2 separate regions of the Mus musculus genome follow, and region 1 is linked to region 2. A link is a contact called in public HiChIP or PLAC-seq data. All regions are on one chromosome and are shown on one strand. The core of a region is the stretch at or near the end of the contact, and the rest is flanking DNA. Distances in the headings are between cores, read along the strand shown.

What was found. HiChIP or PLAC-seq counts read pairs in DNA pulled down with a chosen protein or histone mark.
Region 1: an H3K27ac HiChIP or PLAC-seq map of heart atrium shows a contact between it and region 2, with 3 times the contacts expected there. The contact joins two enhancer-like sites. A contact is called at or near these places in 1 of 15 datasets of contacts at CTCF or cohesin (the NIH/3T3 cell line), 7 of 484 Hi-C or Micro-C datasets (DN2 thymocytes, the F1.1 cell line, embryonic fibroblasts and 2 more), 2 of 115 datasets of contacts at active chromatin or transcription factors (a colorectal cancer cell line and heart atrium) and 1 of 9 other capture datasets (embryonic stem cells).

Annotation. Positions count from the first base shown.
Region 1 is chr10:86,272,313-86,276,993 of GRCm38.p6, reverse strand. The region is part of intron 6 of Syn3 (synapsin III); the gene reads left to right. Among named protein-coding and RNA genes, the nearest start is that of Timp3, 26 kb to the left of the region's middle. Within about 2 kb of position 2,858, at least 29 of the 459 cell types and tissues checked have an H3K27ac peak or open chromatin away from gene starts, as enhancers often do. A contact at or near this core is called in heart atrium, where this site is marked.
Region 2 is chr10:86,165,408-86,169,889 of GRCm38.p6, reverse strand. All of the region lies in intron 6 of Syn3 (synapsin III), which reads left to right. All of the region lies in intron 2 of Gm35636 (a long non-coding RNA gene), which reads right to left. Among named protein-coding and RNA genes, the nearest start is that of Gm35636, 5.7 kb to the right of the region's middle. Within about 2 kb of position 2,704, at least 92 of the 459 cell types and tissues checked have an H3K27ac peak or open chromatin away from gene starts, as enhancers often do. A contact at or near this core is called in heart atrium, where this site is marked.

The DNA of each region.
Region 1 (4,681 bases), core at 1,609-4,108, 110 kb before region 2:
AAGGTTGCATTTAAAGATTTGCAGTGGTGGCAGAGGTGAGATGGCTGGCGAGGGGAGAGAGAGTTTCAGTGTGGAGTGACTGGTCGTCAAATGCAATGGCTTGCTTAAATTAAGTAAGAGTTAAAAGTTGGTGGTCCGAACTCATAACGTGGAGACATTGATGGTGAAAACAAATGGAGAGATGGAGAAACAGACGGGGGGGGGGGGACGGACAGAGTTCACATAGTCAGATAGGCACATTTCCCTTTTATAAAATACAAAAACAAAATAAAAATAAAAACAAAACAGATGAGGACTGTTGAGTCATGAAAAGCTTTTCATTTTCAAGTTGGATGTGTTTGGATGATGGAGGTAGTGGTTTGCGATGGTAGTGGTTATGGTAGAGAAATGACGGTGGTTGTGCTAGAAGAAAGTGGATACGGTCCAGGGATTGATGTCCTAGAATCCATGAAACAGGTGCATAAGTTAGGGGTCTCCATAGTAGGAACGTAGCCTCAACAAATGAATGAGTGCGTGTGGCCGGGATACTGCCCGTGGGTGGATGCGGAGGTGGGGGCTCTGCAAGTCTTCATCTGACTGCTCTGACTGCTTCATCGAAATGAAGTGGAACCAAGTCTTACCTCTGAGAATGGAGAAGAGGATGAGCCAGGAGCAGGAGAAGAAAAGTATCGTCATGCCTAGAAGATTGGGAGGAGGAGGAAGCCAAGCAAGTACACTGTGATGGTGGCATAGTCCTGAGTCCTGCATGTTTTTCTCTAGCCACGGTTCCTTCTAGTGCAGGTGTGATATATTTAGGTGGCTTTTGCACTTGATGGACAACATATAATGAAAGGGAGTTGATGTTTGTAGGGGAAAGAGAAGATTGGCTTTGCATAGGTGTTAGGAATGACTACAGGAGAGTAATATGACATGGTCATTAGCATTTGTATATGTGCATACACACACACACACACACACATATTGCCTTTGACTAATTTTGACTTGGCAAGAAAGAGGAGCTATAGGAATAGTCACAAGGACAAAACGAAGAAGGGAGTGAAAAGGGAGAGACAAACAAAATGGCCTGACATATCCAAGTGTCAATTGGAACTGAGTTCATAAAATACATGTTGTATTTTTGCTTGTCTGTTTGGTTACTTGCTTTGGCTTGGGGTTGTTTTTAGACAAGGTCTCACTATGCAGCCCTGGCTGCCTCTAGAACTTGCTATTTAGACCAGCTTGGCCTCAAATACGGCAATCCTCCCACACTTTCTTCTCGAATGCTTGAATTATACATGTGCAACTGTGTCCATCTATAATGCATGTGTTTTAGAATTAATCTATTTAATTTTGCAAACCAACAGTATATCAAGAACATACACAATCGCCTGCGATTCTTTCCCTGCAATCCACTGCCACACAACTGGAATAAACCTGGGAAACTGGATACAAAGCGATGCTTTGTTTTCTGTCTCTGTCTCTGTGTGTGCTTCTCCATCGCTGTCTCTCTCTGTTTCTCTCTCAGTCTCTCTCTCTTTCTCTCTCTGAGTGTGTGTGTGTGTGTGTATGCCTGTGACTGTTTCTCTCTGTATCGCTGATTTGTTTCTGTCTCTCTGTGTGCATGTGTCTTTGATTTTCAGCTAGAGAGACAACTAAGCCTATCATTTGAATCTCAGACTAACTCAGCACAGGAATTCTGCACCTTTGGGAACTTTATGAGATATCCTTGCCTACAGACAGTCATGGGTGTGAATTTCCAAGAAGAAAATAGATATCAGAATTTTGGCTTTTCCTTTACATTGGGAATCTGAATCTACTTTACCAAGCACTAGTTTCCTCATCACAGGAACGCTGGGAACACCATCAGACTTACTCAGCAGGCCATTGTGGAGTGCCTGCCATGTACCAGGTACAAGTTTGAGTGCTATGGACATCTTGGTAAACACAACTAAGATGATTATTCATGATTATCAATGAACTTATTGAGAGTTACCTAGGAGATTGGTGAAGCCCACCTCTAGCTGTACTTAGGAGGGCCTTTCCAGAGAGGATTAGTCCGCACCATCCCATTGGCTGTGGGCTTGAGTAGAGGAACAAGAAGGAGCCCCCTTTGGTTCGGACACTCTTACTTCCTGGCCACCTGATGTGAGATGCTCTGTTCTGTCAGGCTGTCTATTGTGATGTACTGAACCCATTGAAATAGGGAAAGAAAATGAATATTTTTCCCTTCTAAGTTGTTTTTCTTGGGTATTTTGCGATAACAATGAAGAAAACACCATAAAACCTCCCATGTTTCTTTTCTGGAAGTTTCCACTGTGGGTGGCAGTTAGTAGCGCAGGAAGACAAGCTGAGAGACTAGTGCTGTGGCCACGAGAAGTACACACAGACCCTTGCCCTCTGAGAGACTACGGCCTCTCCCACATCATACCTCTCCTTCCCGTCTTTCCAGAGTGTCCGTATCCCACTCATACCCCAAATGGTTGACAGAACTACGACTGTGAAAATCGCTCCCCATCTTCATATCCTAGAGGTATAACAACCTCATTTTCACCAAAACTCCCTAAAAATTGAGCTGCCCCATCTCAGTGGGGAGCTGCGGGAGGAAGCCTAATACTTGTAGACTCTTAGGTGTCTAGGACCAGAGTCTTGAGGAAGGGATTGCTCTCCATGGCTTCCCAGTCTCGCTTTGGCACCTCTATTATCGCCCAGGCTCTGCTCCCCATCTGAGACAGGAATTCAGCCCCGTGAAAGCGTAAGCTCCCACAATGCCCATCCAGATTCTGCTACATAGCCTCCCAAGCTCCCCTATCCTCCTGCTTATCCAGGAAGCTTCCCTTGAGAGTCAGGCCCGAGTCTCCCCTCACGTGTTCAACTCTCCCAAGAGAGCTTCCAGCGCGTGCGTGCACCGTCCTCACCATGTGACCATCCTCCTCTGTCACCCTCTTCCCTGGACTGGCCTGTCATTTTCTCATTATCATCGCCATCCCAGACCCAAACTTGTCCTCGGCTTTCCTGTTTCCAATTAAACTTTGTCCTATCAGGAATCCTAGGCCACATTGTTCTGCGGTTACCAGAGAGGAAAATGACAGCATGTGAAGGAAATTCTCACTGCTCGACCTCACAGACTTGGCCAGAGATAGCCTGGTGGGGGCGGGGGACCAAAGCTGGGGGAGACCCCAGGGCAGATGTGGTGGGCCAGCGAGGTTTGCAGCGGCTGTGGTGCAGGGTGTATTTTCCCTCCTCGTCTTTCTTTTCACAGCTGCTGTTCCTTGGAGACCCCAACATTCTCGTTCCCAGGGCTAATTTTAATTTCTTGGGACTGGCTTGTTCTGAGTGACCCTTACCCCTGCCTTTCCCCTTGGCTCCATGTGTTTATTCCTGCCCTCTGGCTCACACAGCCCTCATGCACTCACAACGCACACTCACACCCTAGCTCATGTGACTTCTTAAGCACAGAATAAAATAACTAATTCAGGACAAGTTACCAGGAAGCAGGAAACTAAATAGCAGGGGGAGCGGGGTCCCTGAAGGAAGGACAAAAGAGGGTCGGGGTGGAGACCAACTTCCTGCTTACCGAGTAAGGGCATGGTGTTTACAGCATTAGATGTGAGCTCAAGATCTTCCTGAGATTTTCAAGAAAGGGGAAAGACTATGAGGAAGGAGAGGTGAAAAAGTAAGGCTAAGGCACACAGGAAAATGTCTCCCATTGCTTTCTGACCCCACCATTTGCACAGCACCTGAGCATCTCTATTCAGATCCTCATGGATCTCTGAGTTTTACAGATGAAGACAGCAATTCCATAGTAGCAACACCAGGATGTAGAGCTGTATGGTGACTGTCCCTCTTGGGAGTATTTCAGTGGATATCAATTTAGACCCTAAGCCCGGATGCAAGCTCATCCTCTTGACTTAGAGCCAGATTTATTTTAGGCCACTAGGCTACCTTTTGCCATTTTCCTATCCAGTTCTTAAGAAACCTGTAGCATTTGGCTATTGGGAGCTGCCCTCTGACCCCACCCAAGCTGGTTTCCTCAGAGATTTCTTTGCTTCTTTGCAAAGGAAGAAATAAGAGGGATGTCCAAGAGCTATTAACTGTACGTGTCCAGTTCTCGTCAGAGGACCTGTTACAGAGAAGCAGAATTCCTGTTCCATGCTGGATCCCCCTCTCTGCTAGTTCTTCAGGAAAGCTGATTAGCAACTGCAGCTTCTCCCTCCAGTTTTAGAGGCACCCAGACCCCTGTATGGACATCAGTACTGTTCCTCTGTCTCCATGCTTTGTCCTACTTCCAAAGATGCTTATTCATCGCCTGCTATTTCTCTCTATTCATTGATCATCTATGTCAACTTTCTTGTCCTCATTTTTAGATCTGAACTTTCTTTACCCAAGGTAGTAAAGACCCTAAAACTTCCCATTGGCTTCCTGTGGATCTATTACAGTTCAGATCACTGCCAATAATCTCTGGAGTACTCTGAGTCCCCAATGCTACATACATACGAGTCATGTAGACAGACTATCTGGATTTGAAGCCTGGCTCTGCCTCAGTTTCCAAGTCAGTAAATGGGAATGCCCTCGTTTGCTTTTTGTTACTGTGAAAGTCATCATAACATAAACAACTTAAAGGAAGAAAAGAAACAACTTATTTGTCTGTGCGTGGAAGGAAGTCAGAGCAGGGACTCATGGTCTGGAGCAGAAACCAAGGAAG
Region 2 (4,482 bases), core at 1,455-3,954:
AGCTTCCAGATTAGGGCAGGGGCTACAACATTCCAAGCATAACAGTAACACTGCAGAAGGTATGGATGCAGAGAGGTGTGAGGAAGTAGGAGCGGTGGTGTTAATCTATTGCTGTGTCTCTGCTTCTGACTCTCCCTCATATACTTCAGCCTCTCTGTTTTGCCTCATGCCCACCCACACCCACCCTGAGGAGAGAGGACATACAATCTGTGCATTGGCATCTGTGACCAATAACTTGTATAGGGCCTTGAGCTTAGAAGGATGTCTTGGTGGTAACCCCAAAGGTCACGCTTGCTCACCTTAGTGTGCACAAGATACTCTGAACTTGCTCCTTCTCTGTATATCAGAAACCAACTAATTCTTTCAGCCACTCCTATACTTAGGTACTTTCTCCTTTGACAGCTGAGGAAGCCAAGGGTTTGCGATGTCCATTTGCCCAGGGTTGTACAGGTAATAGGTAAAGAGAATTTTGCTGAGCCTAGTCTCCGATCACAGGTGTGTTAATGCAGTGCTGTGTTCCGTTCATCAAACCAGGAAATCTCTTTCTGGTTCTCTCAAACCAGAACTCAGGTCAGGTTGTGTCCGACGTCCGATGCAGTGCTTACACTTTCAACCTTACCTATGTCTGTGCTATGACTCATCTATTGGTCATCCTTTAACTTTTCCACGTTAAGTTGAATAAATGCCTTTTAGAGGAAGCTGCATGTGAGGGAGGACCATAAATGAGGGTCAATAGCTCGTACCACAACAGACAAAGTAGCCATTAAAAGGATCTACAGAAACAGGATCTACAGAAAAGAGGGCATAGTTCAGTTACCAAAGGCTTGTCTAGCGTTCACAAACTCTTGGATTGTGTCCCCACTGCACAAAAAAACCTGGACATAGTGGCAAATGCCACTAATCTCAGCATTCCAGAGGTGGAGGCAGGAGCATCAGAAGTTCACAGTCATACAAGGCTACACAACAATTGCCAATCCAACTTGACATTCCAGGGGACCCTGTTTCAAAAGATAAAATGATTTACAAAAATAAAGCAGATTTATTAAGTTCAAACCGGCTTGCCTTAGCTCTAAGCTCCCAGAGAAAGTTGGATGTTTGTGGGCACAGGGTATGTGGCAGGTTGAACTAGCTCTAAACTTAGATATTCTTGATGGCTTCTCAAGGTTAGGAAGTTCATTGAAAATAGAAGAATGTCCTGCTTCAATGGTTCGATGTATGAATATATTCAGGTTCCACCAAAACCTACTGGAGGGGCCACCAGAAACTCTGGCTCTATTTCAGATGTACATGGCTTTGGAAGAAAGGCCCAAAGTAGTTCTGAGGAAAGACCCCAAGAACCTTCTGGAAATCCTTCAGTCCCTCCTTGGATTGAGTCTTTAGAGGCCACTAAAGATCTGTCTGTGTGACCAAGGATTGTGGCCAGTGTTCTCAATGAGTAGAACACATTGCTGTAGTTCAGACCAGTCCATTAAAGCCATGATCACAAGCCTACAGCACTATTGAGGACTGATAGAAACTTTAAGTGGTGGGACCTAGAAAAAGGAAGTTAGGTCATTAATGGCATATTCTTGAAGGGGATGTCGGGACCCTGGCCACTTCCTGTCTCAATCTTTGCTTCCTGACTGCTGCCGTACAGTGAGCTGTTGCTTCTGACCTAAGCTCTGCCATCTTGTACAACTCTAGATGTCCCTCCCATGCACAGACACCTCTGTAGTCCCTTTATTTCAATGGGAATTGGAAATTTATTGGAAGCTATGCCCACCCACCATAAAGAGGCAACCATTTTGGCTTTAGAGTCTCATTGCTACTCCAGTGACCCAGAAAACACTGCACTGATCCCTTGAACCCAGATCCTGCAAAACATTGGGATTTTCTGCCTATCCTAGGGCTTCTGTGTCCCGTAAATTAACCCTTCTCAAACTCCCCTTTTGTGGGAACCTCCGCATCATCTCTTCCCACAGCCAAGGAATTGTTTTCCCATCACACAAGTGAGGGACCTTCTGCTGAGTGCAAGCATTTCTCCCAAATCAGTTCTCTCCCGTGTCAAAAGTTGCTTTATTTTTTGTAAGGAGCTGGGTCTTTGAATCAAAAGCTGGAGAGCAAAGGAGTGCAGACCTTTCCCAAAACATTGGCCACGTGGCAGCAGCATGGCTGGAAAGACAAGGACACCGCAGAACAAAAACACAAACCAGCTGATTTCACCCGGCTTCGCAAGTGTTTAACACATGCACACACACACACACACACACACACACACACACACAGATGTGTGCACACATACACACAGGTATGCTACACAGCTGATTTTGATAGATTGGCAATTTCCTGTCATCCCTAGACCTTTATCTCCATTTTATCCTTTGACTTTAAGGGTACATATGACTTTCTTCTTGTTTTTTCTATTGTTCGTAGTGTGTGTGTGTGTGTGTGTGCGTGCGTGTGTTTGCTTTCTCTTTTGTTGTTCATCTTTTTTCTCGATTTTTCTAAGAAAAGTGTTCTGAAGGAAAGAATCTCATAAGACACTCCTTTGTTTTCTTTTGTGTTCTTAACTCTGCCCCAGCTTGGGATTCTGCTCCCTGTCTGTGCACAGCAAGGCCTAACCAACTTTCTGGGCTGTTCCCTCCCCTTCCCAGGAACAGTGAGAAACAGCAGAGAAAGCCATCAAAGGCTGCAGCTCCACAGGCCCCGTGCCTCCTGCTTGGGCACAGAGAGAGGAAAGAGGCCCCTGTGGGCCCCAAAGGGGATTTCTTCACTTCCTGGCAGTCTCCAGTACACAAACTGTGTTTGCTAGGAGGGAAAGGAATGCTATTGATGGCGTTGATGCTGCTGGAGAGGAGAAACAAAAATAATCTGGGACCACTGGCTCTGTTTCCTGTGCATGTGTCTGTGTGTCTGTCCTGTCCCCAGCCTGTCTGGCAAGCTCCGTGCTTGTTTGGGCTGGAAAAGGTTCGTGGAGAGGGCTCCATGGAGCCAGGGCCTGCTGCAAAGACATTTCCAGGGTCCATGACCCTGGCCCAGCAAAGTAGGACAGCTGCCACCTGGCACCTAGAAGTGTCTATTCTCAGTTGTGGCCACAGGGATGGAGAAAGCCTCCTTCCTCCTTAACTGCTCTGTTTCCTCTGTGCCCATCAATCTCTGGCCCTACAGGCATGACCTGTGCTTAGACCGTTGCTTGTATGTTTCAAGCCCACCTCCCACCCCCCACCCCCACCCCCACCCCCACTTAACTTTAGGCTCCTTAAGACATAGTAGGTGACTCAAGGTGAACCCTAGCTCTTGGTCCCTGCCTAGAAGTTTCTGGAATTCAGTAGATACTCAGCATATTTAGTAGAATGGCTTCTATGTCCACTCTCTGTCTTTCAACTTTCCTTCCCTGACACCACCTGTCTTACCTCTGAGAGAATCATCTCGAGCCTGAGGATGCTGTAGGGAGAGCCTGGCTGTCCTCATTCTGCAAAGGAAGATACTAACCTCAAACCCACCTTCACACTGATAGTAAAATGTGGAAACTTTAGGATCTGAGATGTTGGTTTGTTTCCCACCCCCCAACCCCACCCCCCCCCCCCCCCCGGTATCTTTCCATTGCTACATTTTCTCTTTCATCTCTTCTGTTACTTTCTTTTCTTGCCTTCTCTGCCCACCGATATACCTGCCCATAATCACCCTTTCCATTCTGGCCAACCATGTCTCCATCTGTGACTTAAGGACTCTATGGGCTCTGAGCAGAAGACTGAGATGAATCCACTGTGTGAACCCAGATGTATCAGCAGAGAGGAAGCAAGGATGAGCACCAGTTAGCTGAACTCATATCTCTACTCTTCTCACTCCTGGAGACATATTTCTCCGTGACTTTTATTTAAGATCACCTCGTCATGGTCTGTGTGTGCATCTTATAGGTACATATTCGTGTGGGTGTGTACACGGGTGGGTAGAAGTCAGAGGTCAATATTAGATCATTTCCCTAATCACTCTCTAATTTACTGTTTAACACGGGGTCTCTCAGTGAACCTGAAGCTCACCAATTCAGCTAGGTTAGCAGACCAATGAGCTGGAGGCACATTCTTGTCTCCGTTGCCCCCCCACCCCCCATCTCATCTCAAGCATACAGATGCGTGCTGCCATGCCTGGATTTTTATATGGCCCTGGGAATCTGGACTTGAGGCTTCCTTCTTGCACAGAAGGCATCTTCCCTGTCCTCCATGAGCCAGTTCATCTTTTTCTTCTTGTGAGTGGAATCATAGTCTTCGTGTCTGGTGTCCCTTTCTAGGTTCTTCTATGCAGCAGCACTTATTAAGACTTCATTCCCTTCTTATACCCTTGTATGGATACCTGGATTTTGAGTATCATTTATCAACTGATGAACAATTAGACATTTCTCATATTTTTGGTAATATCAAAAATGCCTTTATGAACATTTGTGAGCAAGTACTTATATTGACATTGCATTTTCATGTTTTTGAGGAGATACTTAATTTTTAGGTT